Linked DNA regions of Zea mays: all the other regions are linked to region 3. Evidence: chromatin contacts called from public Hi-C data. All regions are on one chromosome and are shown on one strand. Each heading gives the region's core, a stretch centred on a gene start, on an enhancer-like site or on the middle of the called end of the contact. The rest is flanking DNA. Distances are from core to core; before and after follow the strand shown.

The links. Hi-C and Micro-C count contacts between places; a contact is called where the count stands out from the background.
Region 1: a contact with region 3 is called in a Hi-C map of leaf, with 6 times the contacts expected there. The contact joins the promoter of LOC100284538 here to the enhancer-like site in region 3. A contact is called at or near these places in 12 of 25 Hi-C or Micro-C datasets (bundle sheath, ear, endosperm and 4 more) and 1 of 3 datasets of contacts at active chromatin or transcription factors (leaf).
Region 2: a Hi-C map of an unstated tissue shows a contact between it and region 3, with 3 times the contacts expected there. The contact joins the promoter of LOC109945631 here to the enhancer-like site in region 3. A contact is called at or near these places in 2 of 25 Hi-C or Micro-C datasets (leaf and an unstated tissue).

The regions. Positions count from the first base shown.
Region 1 is chr4:222,999,924-223,004,239 of Zm-B73-REFERENCE-NAM-5.0, forward strand. It overlaps LOC100284538 (SHI), which reads right to left and starts at 2,680. Exons shown (of 2, transcript NM_001370656.1): 1 at 1,882-2,680; 2 at 1,014-1,750. The coding sequence starts at 2,407. The coding sequence ends at 1,386.
Region 2 is chr4:222,932,477-222,936,494 of Zm-B73-REFERENCE-NAM-5.0, forward strand. It overlaps LOC109945631, which reads left to right and starts at 1,880. Exons shown (of 2, transcript XM_020551945.2): 1 at 1,880-2,376; 2 at 3,514-3,770. The coding sequence starts at 2,082. The coding sequence ends at 3,593.
Region 3 is chr4:223,166,071-223,170,296 of Zm-B73-REFERENCE-NAM-5.0, forward strand. No RefSeq gene overlaps it. Among protein-coding and RNA genes, the nearest start is that of LOC541758, 36 kb to the right of the region's middle. Within about 2 kb of position 1,796, at least 17 of the 20 cell types and tissues checked have an H3K27ac peak or open chromatin away from gene starts, as enhancers often do. A contact at or near this core is called in bundle sheath, ear, endosperm and 2 more, where this site is marked.

The DNA.
Region 1 (4,316 bases), core at 1,430-3,929, 170 kb before region 3:
AGGCAAAATGTAATGTTTTCAAAACATTGCAAGGTAAAAATAATATCACAATGTTTAGTGGTGGTGTGTATCGAGAACAATGTTTGCAATCTTTTTAGTGGTGTATCAAAACAATGTTTGACTTTGATTTTTTTTCAGTTAACTCCACTAATCCTAAAAAAACAGGAAAAAAAATGTGGAAAAGGGAGAACGACGTTCCCAGATATTTGAATCTCCCATGATTTCAGGAAAAAGAGAGAATGACCAGCATGGCTTTTTGGGCCATGATAATATTATTACAATTACATTATGTACTAAATTAATTAGTTATGTGCTGACAGAACTTCAACAAGTGCAACTGCGTATAGAAAATGTAACTGGTTGAAATGACACTGGCAATGGCAATTGGATTGGAGATGTGATGAAATATGATGGATCGGAATATAGGTTGGGATCCCAGTCCCACAGTGGAGAAGCTGTTTCCAAATACCAAACTAGGAAACATCGGTAACGCTCTAATCAGAACTGGTACAAGCGCATAGTGACTAGCATTATTCTTTTTTTTCTCCCCAAGCGTCTCGTCATTTGATTCTTCTCGAGACATAGATATCTGACTCCACCTGCCTTCTTCCTTGAGCATATGATGACTGGAAGAAATCATTTATCTCTCCTCTCTCCACTCTCCTCTCACTCCCCCTCTCTCTACCGACCATGACATACACAGGTACTCCTATCATTCATACTACCAAATTTTCCAACTAAGAATCATCTAGCAGTTGCCACTAGCTAGGAAACTAGGGTTCAGCTTTTGAAGAGAAAAGCTAAAGCAAAGCTGCAAAGGTGTGACACACACACAGGAGTAGTAGAAGGAAGAGGGCAGTAGTACTGTATATACTTGAGCAAATATGCGAAGAAGCCTTCTTAAGCCCCAACATTCTATATATCTTCCTGACACCACCAGGGGGACAGCATCATCACGACCATTGAACAAAGATGAAAGGATGAAGAAGCAATGACAAGAGCATCAATCAAGATTACCTAACTGTCAGGTTTTAAACTTTGAATCATGATGAACACAGTTTCCTAGCTAGCTACTCCAAGCTTTATATTTACTTCTAGCAACAACCTGATGGGCTAGCTACTGCGACAGTAAGAACTGATCCGAAAGAAACAGTGATGAATGGTGCTCATCAGTTTATGCATCGATCATTGAGAATGTAAGAGAGAAGAGGGATGGAGGACGGAGACAAATAAAAACTACTAGTAACAATTTGGTGACGATCGATAATCCCTCCAGTAAAGCAAATATTGAAGCAGTGGATGGAAAGATGCATGGCATGTCCAAAGAGAACGAAACCCATCAGCTAGGCTAGCTAGCCGTGTCAATCATGGTGGCCGTTTGATCATCACCTCGGATGGCCGTGGAAGAAATGAGCGGCGCCGTACGGGCCGGGCGTCGGGTACGGGTCCATGACCACAGCCGATGACGAGACGGGCCCCACGACGCTGCCTTCGCCCGCCGCGGCCGTGCTAGGGGAGGACCCCTCGGTGGCGTGGCGGAAGCCGCCGCCCGCAGCGACCGTCGACGGCTCCGGGCCGACGTCGTGCAGGATGCCCTTGAAGACGTGGCCGGCGATGCTGACGCTGGTCTGGTACGCCACCTCGGCGTCGGGCTCGTCGACCGGGCCCAGGCGGACGCAGCGGAACAGCGCCTCCGAGCTCACTTCCCGCGGGAACCGCTCCGCCACCACCGCCATCTGCTGCTGCTCACCTGATCAATCAAGCACGTGGTGTCCATCGATTAGCAAGCTGCTGCTAGTTAGCTAAAAGACGACGAATTGCTTGCCCATTGCTACTGAAGACGTGCAAGTGCAGTTTATAGCTTCTCTATAAAATACGCACCCGAGGAAGTGGTTGTGGCGGTGGTAGAGGAGGGCTGGGCACCGGTAGCGGCGTCACGGTGGCGCTTGGAGGGCTCGGCGGCGCCGGTGGCCTGCTGCTGCTGGCGCTCCCGGCGCTTGGCGGCGGGCACCCAGGTGGACTTGACATGGGTGGGGCAGTCGAAGCCCCGGCTCTTGCAGCAGGTGCGGCAGCGCATGTGGACGCAGTCCTTCTTGGCCTGGTTGCCGCAGTCCTGGCAGCTGATGGTGCCCGCGCCGGCGCCGCTGGCGGAGCCCCTGCCGCCGCGCGAGGAGCCCGCGGCGGGGTCATCGGCGAAGCGGATTATGTTGGGGGCGTAGAAGTGGTGGTGGTGCTCCTGCGCCGGGTGAGGCGGCCATAGCTGGAAGCCGCCGCGCGGCGCGGCGGCGGCCGTGTAGAGGTAGGCGGCGGCCGCGGAGTCGGAGCCGGAGCCGGAGGAAGGGTTCACGTGAGGGTGGTGGTGGTCGCCGCGGCCGTGGCCTCCTCCGCCTAGAGGGAAGCCCGCCATGCGGCCAGATCCATAGGCGGCCGCCCACGCGGGCAGCGGCGGATCGCGCGCCGGGTCGCCCTGCCGTGCTCGGCTACCTGCTAGCTGCTCCCCGCCGCCCGCAGCATGTCCGCGCCGCGTGGCGGTGCGCGCGAATTTTGAGCGGTCTCGCGCGGCCCGGCCGGGCGGCGGCAGCGAGAGGTGCAGCTAGCGGGTATAGCTAGCTGTATCGACCGATCTAAGGTGGCTAGCTAGTGGGCGCGTGCAGGCGTAGTGGGGGTTCCCTAGAATTTTGGCGTGTCTGCGAGTGAGGGGGAGTAGAGAGGAGAGGAGAGGAGAGGAGAGGGAGGGGAAGGATGGAGCGGAAAGGAAGGTAGTAGGAGCTCAAGTGAGGGGAGCTTGCTTTAATTTTGTGTGGTGAGGTACTGAGGTGAGTGATGAAGAGGCCGGGGAGAAAGCGACAGCGGCGGAAGGCCTGCCACGCCGCCAACGATCCTGCACTGCACGCTCCCAAAACACCCCATTTATATAAATATAAAAAATATACTCATTCTCTCTCCTGCTCTCAGCCTCTCTCGTCTGTCAGTAGAACTACGCGTATAAGTACTTTATTATATACACCGTCGTAGTAGTAAGTCTCGTATTTCCTCGTGGGTGACGTCAACTGTAGCTCCCGTGGCGACAGTCTGATATTATGCATGGCCTGGTTTAGAACCTGCCTAGAATTAATAGTTAGCAGCTAAAAAAATATTAGTTAGATTAAGAGATGTTTGAAGACACTAGAATTAGTAGTTAGTCGTTAAAATTAGTTGAGACATCCAAACAACCTAGCAAATAATTCAAATATTAGTTATTTTTAGGCCCTGTTTCAATCTCATGAGATAAAAATTAGCACATATTATCTAAACAAGAGAGCTAACGGTGGTATGATAAAATTTAGCACATTTTATCTCATAAGCTGCCAAAGAGATGCTCTAGTGCTGGAATGTCCTTTTAGTGATCTAGATCTATCTGTCGTGTTATCTTCGTAGCTACTCGTTTATCTTTAGCCGTTGTAAATAAGCTTGCTTAAAAACTGTGGTTTCTTCTGGATTGATGTTAGTGGAATATGATCCTTGCTTATCTAGTATGATAGTATGTAGGGATTAGTTTCACTAGGTGCTCTTTTGTTGATGAGTTGTTACTCATTGTTTCGGTTTGTAATGACTCTTATCCTATTTCTTAATGAAATAGGGGGCTCTTCCCCTTCATCAAAAAAAGCTGCCAAAGAGATGCTAAAAGGAGCTAAACGTGGGTCAGAGAACCCCATTTTCCACCCTACCCTCCAACCTCATTCTCTCTCTCCGCATTAGGGGCATGGGTGTCTTTTATCTCAATGTGCTAAACTTTATTAGAGTAGTCCAACACCCTAAGGAACTAAACTTTAGCACTTCAATTCATATGACTAAAGTTTATCGCGTGAGATTGAAATAGAGCCTCAGTAAATTAGTTAATAGTTAGATAGTTATTTGTTAGCTAATTAATTCCACTAATAATTTTTAGCCATCTAATTATTAATTTTAGTGCAATTTAAATACCCCTAAGCCAGCTAATGAAATGATTGTTAGCCATGTGTTGTAGCTAACAATTAGATCAACATTAGTTAGTGGCTAGTTATTAGCTTTAGAGAGGTTCCAAACAGGACTTATAAGACAGATATAGATGTTTTTTTTGTGTAGCGCAAACCACTCGAGACCCTCTCGACGAACGAAACATTTGATATGCAGATACGAGAATGGTGGGCGACTATACACATCGTGAACGCGTGATGATTGGCCGCCGCGATGTTCATTCCGGCTGGCCTTTTCAGAGGAATTCCTAACGGTCTGGGCATTATTAAACCCCCTGCCCCTGACGCAGCCAACGCGATGGGTGAGTGCTCTCTCTGCCT
Region 2 (4,018 bases), core at 630-3,129, 230 kb before region 3:
GCAGCCCTCTCCCTTTTGTGCTTATATTGTTGACAAGCTTCAGCTCCATCGATGTTATGGATAGCCTTTGAATCTGTCCAACTCCCTTTAGCCCTTCTGGCAGCTTCTTAACTTCCATGGACAGCAATGAGCCCTTGTTCCGAAGGTATCTTCATGCATAAGTACGCTGGATGAAGTATGGCTTCGAAGGCATTAAGCATCCCTCGACCAATGATTGCATTGAATGGGTAATCCATGTCAACAATGTCAAAGATAACCTGCTCAGACCTTGTGTTGTGGACGTAACCGAAGGTAACTGACATTGTGATTTTGCCAAGTGCCACAATCTGTCTTCCTCCGAAGCCACAAAGAGAGTGTGTAGCATCATGAATCTTGTCCTCTAGTTCTTGCATCAGTCTGAAAGCCTTTGCAAATATAATGTTCGCTGCACTGCCTGTGTCAACCAGAACATTGTGGACCAGAAATCCCTTGATGACACAAAATATAACCATAGCATCGTTGTGAGGATAGTCTTTGAGATGAAGATCCTCCTGGGAGAAGGTGATTGGGATGTGGGACCACTTGGATCTAACGAAGGGTCCTTGCACCCCAACATGCTGCACTCTTCTCTGCGCTTCCTTCTTCTGCTTCTTGTTGACTGGCTCTGAACTTGAACCACACGTGATTGGGAGCACCAGCTTCGTGACCAAAAGTGCTACAGCTTGGTTACTGAATGAAGCCATCGTCTCAACAGTGGAAGTGAGTTCACCGGAGGTGGGTGTCAATGTTGGGGACTTGTTCTTGTTGGGGGCCTACTTCGTCGCCGAAGGTTCTCTAAGCAGAAACACTTCGAAAGATCGGCATATAAGAAAACATAGAGCGAAGGTACACGCCGAAGCTACGATCCAGGGAGCTTCGGCTTAGTGACATGCCTTGAGACGAAGGGCTGCACCGACTTAAAGAGAAAAAGACCGATCAGTCCATGATAGTTTGTATCATGATTGTAACTAGTCATCAAGGACATAAATGTAATTTTGACCGGGCTGCGTCCCGTGCCTATAAATAAGTGAACAGTACCACCGTACTGTTCACGCTGACTTGTATTCACTCGCGCATCCCGCTTGGATTTTCACCTCAAGCCGAAGGTATAAATGTAATTCAATATATTCATTCATGATATGATAAAAAAGAAATATAAAGGATGACATATGATTGTTCATAATGTTTCTCATGTTTCATATGTTTCTATTTCCATTATTATACATCGAGATGATGAAGGTACGTCCTTCATCACTACACGACGATTGATCTTTAGCGACCCTTATTTGGGACCGACGGTTGGTCGCTAAAAGTTATGAACCGACGGTTGGTCGCTAAAAGTTATGAACCGACGGTTGGTCGCTAAAAGTTATGAACCGACGGTTCGTAGGAAGTGGGACGGGCCAGTAATTCCGCAACTGGCCGTATATCATTTTTTATTTATTAAGCTTCAAAACCAAAGCGCAACAATCTTCATGTTCTTCGCTCAGGGTGCAGATGGTTCTCGAGGGCGTGGTTTACACGGCTGTGCCGTTCTACAAGAGGGTGCTGATGGTCGAAGGTATGTTTGTTCACATCCCTACGTCTGTTTACTGCAAGGAGCAGATGGTGACTAGGGGCCATCGGGCATAGTTCACATGATCGTTACCTGATCAGTTACAGTCTATCTATAGATAACAAGATGAGCATTTGAGACCAAGAGACCAACAATACCTTAGTCCAACATTTCCTGAACCTGCTTATCAATTTCGTCCTTTTTATTGGGGGTGTATACCTATATGGTCTTATCCTGGTTGTGCTCCCACCAATAGAGATATAGCACGATCAACTTTATGCTGAGGTGGAAGACCTTGTGGCTTGTCAAATAGATGCTAATATTTTTCTAACAATAGTTTGATACTTTTAGGAACTGCAACCTCAATATGGTCATCAATTATATGTAATTCCAATATATATTCGACAGCCTCTTGCTTGATTAAAGACTCCAACTGCAAGCTAGAAATACCAATACAGGTCTGAACCTTGGGCAGCACCGGTACCCCTGTAACTGAATCTTTCGATGGATGGTCATGTTCAAATTCCAACCACTTAGCAGCCCATGCGCTAAGTTCCATGCGCATTTGACGCTTCCTGCCTTAGACGCTGCTGAAGCTCCATGCGCTTCCTGCCTCTTCGTCAGCCTTGCTGGTTACACAGAAGACGCATTTGGCTTGTTGGTGCTGCTCCTCGTGCGAGAGAAGGAGCCAGTAGTGCCACCACTGTCCAGCAGCTTGAGGACTTCAAGGTCGGTGGCTAGTGCAGCCCCCGCCCAAAGCTTAGCTGACTTCTGCAAGGATTCCTCCTTTTCAGCTGCACATGGTCTCCTGAATATTCTACCTAACATGTTGTTTTTCTAAGGCTACTATGTGATCTTTTTGTTAGTCACAATCTATTAGTTAGAATCATAGAGATCCTTAGAAGCATAGCAAAATCACTTTCTGAGTCTTGGTCTTTCCTTTCAAGAGTGGACAATCAGACCATAGTTGATATGCATCAAGCACTACCAGTATCTTATATTGTTTGTGTAATGTGTATAATTTTTTTTTCATGGCTTCTTAAACTGTATGACCCTAGAAATCTAAACTTTTGGGGCTATTCAGGTGCATGTACATCTACTAACAGTCATTTAAAAACTTATAATATTTTAGTCAGATTAGATTACATATGCTTTTAGTGTCATCTATATTTCCGTTACCTGTATTTCTTGTATGTTTGTAATATATTTGGTCATACTGATAGATAAAGCTAAAATTTATTCTCCATCCATAGTGAAGTAGATAGCATTGATACAACCAATCAATCATACATTAATAATTGGACACTTGCAGAAATTACTAAAATAAATGGTAATATCCCCTAGGTAGCTAAGTTTACTTTCCTTCTTTATTTCAGAGAAACTTTGACCCATTTTTTCGAATAAAATTCATCTAAGATTTGTGCAGCCAACCATTAGGGTTTTGCTATGCAAATAAAATTCATCTAAGATTGGTGGCCACTGTAAAGGGCTCGAGTCTGGTACTAGCAAATGTGAAGGTTTTGTAGTTTCTTGAGGACTTCATTATATAGCATAGAGTCGTACCTTGTGTTTCAAAACTTTAAATAGTACTCTGGGTTACTTTATTGCTGTTAATTGGGAAAAAACTGAATCAGTCTAATTTTTCACTTTGATGTCGTCTTTAAATCCAGTTTTCATCGTCGCGTGTATGCGTAATAAAATGTCACTTCTGTACTTTGTGCTATTAGGGGAAAATCCATCACCAGCATGGGATAAGTTGGTATTTAACAAAATAAAAGCTAGACCCTGTGGACGAGTGAGACTTATGAGTTTAGTCGCTTCTCCGCTATCAGCAGATGTCAGCTTTGCATTTGCTTTTTCTTGAGCACTTTGTTGCTCATTTGCTCTTGTTTTATTGCTTGATTGTGGCCTTATGTGCGCTTTGTTGCTGCATTTCTCAGGTTCGACATGCCCCGTGCCTACTATCACTCTCGATTTGAAGAAGAGTCTCAAGATTCTGCAAGTGTTGTGTTACTCCTAATTCAGTTACCTTACTGGCAATAGGATGCCATTGCAACTTTTGAAAGTGCAACCATCTGATTGAAGCGGATTTAATTATACAAGATAGATCTAGAATTGCTTTACTTGAGATTCAAGCAATGTTGGATGCTTTTGTGACTGATCATCTCTAGAGCTTTTGTAAATGATCTAGCTAGCTATCTGTAAATGATCTAGTTGTGAATGATATTATAATTGTGATGCTTTTGTGAATATATAATTGTGGTGCTTTTGTGTTTATGTGATGGATCTATGACTGTGGTATACTGATTAATTGTGTATGTCTTTATTATTTGTGTATAAAAATCTGTGATTTGTGGTGCTTAATTAAATGTATATTATTAATAACAACTGTAAAAAGGGTGACTTTCTGTTGGTTGCTAAATGTATAGTATGACGACTTACGGT
Region 3 (4,226 bases), core at 546-3,045:
CAACTAGTCGTGGCCACCACATGGTTGGTATCACCCCAACAAACCGATCGACGCCGACGTCAAGAGTGCTCACATGCCAACTGGCGCTGGCACTTCGGTGACCGATACCCACTGGTCATTTAGCCACATGTGCGAGCGGTTTCGATCGCTATTGGAACTGGCCTAAAGGTCCGGATAACACTTGTGTAGGGGTGTAAACGGTACGGATATTATCCAAGCATCCGACCATCCTAAGAGGCTAATTATCTGGCTGGATAGTTTTTCGGATATCCATAGAATTTTCGGATTTCGGATTCAGATTCGGATAATACAGTTCGGATATCAGATACAGATATGAGATGACTGGTATCCATCGGATTTCGGATATCCGGATATCTTTCTCGGATACCTGTCCGGATTTCAGATTTCGGATATCCAGATATCTTACCAGATTTCAAATTTCGGATATTCAGATAGTTACATGTGGAATCGCCCTAAATATCTAAGTTTCAACATAATCAATACTTCACTTTATCATTTTCATATGGGGACTTGAGGTTATGTTCTTATATAATGTTTATTGGTCCTAGTAACATATTTGCAATTTTTGGTTGACAGTGGAATATTTTATGAATTTAATTGCATTTTGATAATTTTCTATAGAAATAATAATAATAATAATAATTTTCTGTGGAATGGTGTCTAACACGATATCAAACAAAAATATTCGTTATCGACGCTATCCGTGTCCGACTATTTCGGTATTCGACCCACGACTATCTGTATTTGTATTCGAGAAAATTCGTATTTGTATTCGTATTCGAAGCTATCTGTATTCGAATTTGAATTTGAATAAAAATATATAAACAAATGTGATTTCATTGATATCCGTCCTTATTCGATCCGAATACACCCCTACACTTGTGATCTCGAGGAAGACTGCAAGATGTCTATATTGAACTACCGCTGGAGTTTGATTTTGCTTTTCACACTTCAAAATTGCATCTCTTTGATCATTGACTAGCAGAGTCGAACAAAATTCGTCCATCGACTAAATTCAAATATGATTTTTTCTGTATATGTATTTTCCTAAAAGTAATATCTAAAACATTAGGATAGGACAAATCAAAATAAATTATGATCTCATGAAAGCATGTCTAAAAGCTTAACAAATTAGAACTAAGAAAATATGAAAGAATACAAGAAAACTATAAAACACTCTAATAATATGTCTAAACATATTTTAAAACTTTTTAAAACACAATTACGAGATCCGGCCGACATCGATGCATAACGTGAATGCATTCAACATTAAATTTATGATGTATCTCGTATTATTTTTGGTTGCAGAAATCCTTTTAAACACATTTGGAGACTAATTAGATTGTTTTGAGATATTGTTTTCATAAAATAGGATATATATTAGAAGATGGTAGAGATATTTTTATAAGCTTTAAATATTTTATTTCGATTTTCTGTGTCCCAATATATCTCTAGTTTTTTTTTAAAAAAATCCTAGAATGTTAGACACCTTTTTCATGGTTTGAAACCTTATCGAGCATTTACAGTACTTTTTGAAACTAAAAACAAGGATAAAACTGCCTAGAAAACCATCGGGGTAGAGGGATAATTTAAATAGTTTGGAGACTTGAGAAGGTAAGATGTTCGGTTCTAAAATTGGAGAAGAAAAATCACATCACGTCATAGTCCGGAGGTAGAAAGGACTTCTCGTTTGCAATAGGCAAGTATGATCACGGCCCAATCTACTCGTCCGATAGCAGCTGGAGTTCAGCCCGACATTGTGCGCGCGGCCTCTTTAAAGAACTTTCTGGGCCAGGCTCAAACTGTAACTGCGCGAGTCTACCACTCGCCGAAGGGAAGACTCGACAGCCCATTTCTCGTTCAAAGCCCGTCATTGTTTCGTTTTCTTTTATTTTTTTTCCTCTTCTCGTACTCTTTCAGAGCCCGACATTGTGCAGAGGCAGAGATATGGACAACAATTAATAACAAGAACAAGACGAAGCATGACTTTGCTGGGTAATGTAACAAAGGAATGTGATGGCGTTTAGATTCCTTCATTTTTAGAGAAATTGGAATTCACTTAATAAAATAACTTATTTAGCTTGAAATTTGACATTTCACCACTTTCCAAATTTCTGATATAAACTTATCTTAAATTCATGGAGTAGAGAATGAAAAATAATTTATGTATTATTAAAATTGGTTTCTACTCTATGACTTATAAGACAATGTTCGACTCACTCCTTAAATATTTTCGACACCTTACTAATAATAGTATATTGATATATTTACATAAAATTGAATTAGTTTAGTTGATATATATCTAAATTATTATTATTAGAATGTAATTCAATTTCAATGATCTAAATGTAAACGGGGCGTGAGGATATTTTCTTGATTCCAATTGACTACATCTACAGGCACAAAGATATCAGACAGCGATTAGCAGTATGTCGAATTGTATTGGTCGAGAATCTCGCCATTCCCATTCCCCCCTCCCCGCAAAGCTCATTCTCATTCCTGGTTGCCACTATCTTTCTCATTTCCCCCTCCCCGCAAATCTCAATCCCACGTGCATCCCACGCCTAGCTAAAATTAAATTAAAAAACACAAATGTGGCCCCAATGGGATTCGAACCTGCGACCTCTCAAGCAATGTGCTTGTAGCTACCACTACACCACATGTGTGTTTATGTCAATATCTGTTATCGTAAAAATATCTACTACATCTCTCCCAAAGCCTACCTGCTACATTTTGCACAATGTGTAGTAGTAGATAATTATCAACGAGATTCCTGAATTATATTTTTGGATGGAGGGAGTAGTATTTAAAAAAGAGCCTTGCATGCAATTTCTTTTTGTTTGAATAGTGTTTTCAACTTAAATTCTTTTTTATATGTGTGACATTTATTCTCCGTAATATTTTTCCATGGATTTGACTTGTGAGTCATTTTTATAAACCAACGCTAAAGATGAATCTATGTTTCTTACTTGGAAACCCCGAACAAACACCACTGGCAGCAGGCGCTCGCGTTGGCATCGCTCATCAACGACGAGAAGAAGCTTAGCGACTGCCCGTTTGACCTATGGAAGCAGTACTACGTGGCCACATGCATCGCTGTGTTCGGCAAGCTCCGCCGCAGCTGTAACACCTCAGGTGTTACTTAGGGTGTCCACCCAAGGCTACACCATTTAAACCTACTATCACATGTGGTTTAGTTTGAGCAAAGTACATCAAACTTATAATTCAAGGTCATAAGCAAGTGCAACCTATCTTGGATATCATACCCTAACTTTTCATGCATATCTAAAAGGGGAGAATTGCCCAAAACCCTTAAGCAAACCCCTTTGGACAATGGGAACCCTAGATGAAGGTATGACCAAAGGGGCATGAAAGCCTTATGATCATGGCTTGGGCCAAGTATAAAAGTTGTAGTACACTTAATAACCTACAAATAATAGTAAGAAAGTAACCCCAAAAAGATTTCAGAAAAGCCCCAAAAATTTCACCAAAGGTTTGAGCACAAAAGAAAAATCACAAAATGCCTAAGTCCAAAACTAACCTTTGGCCAAAGATCACACATGTTCACCCTCATTCAAACTTCAAAACACTTCGCCCCAATTGACAAAGCGGCGCCAAATTAACCCTAGAATGCCCTAGAAAAAGTTGACACCTACCCTAAGACGTTTGACACGACTTGGCACCATTTTTGTCTCGGTTTGGACATATCTGACATAGCCGACTTCCCACCCCCATATCTCTCTAACCCGACCACATCTACCCTTGGAACTCACATGAACTAGGTAGCTCTAGGTGCAGGAAAGAGATCTCTCACAGGCTCTAGGGCAAGATTCGTACGTTTTGGCCGCTCAGCAGAGGGAAGAACACGGGCAGAAGCAAAGAGCCACGTGTTCGACGCGCTCTGAGCTCGCCAGAGCACGCCCGCGCGCGCCCCCGCGTGCCCCACATCGCACCAAAGACCAGCCGGCGCCTATAAAGCCCCCAGAGACCTTGACCGTACCTCTCCGCACACGCTCGACCTCACCGGAGCCCAAATCCACCGCGTTTGCCTGTGCACGGCGTGTCCGCGGCCGTCCGATCCCCCTGCCACCGTAGACCGGCCAGCAAGGCCTTTCCCAGCCCCGTCCAGCCCTCGGAGAAGACTGCGCACACCTCGGTGAAGCTCCCCGAGCGAGGAATCGAAGTTTGCTTCGCCGGAGAGGCCA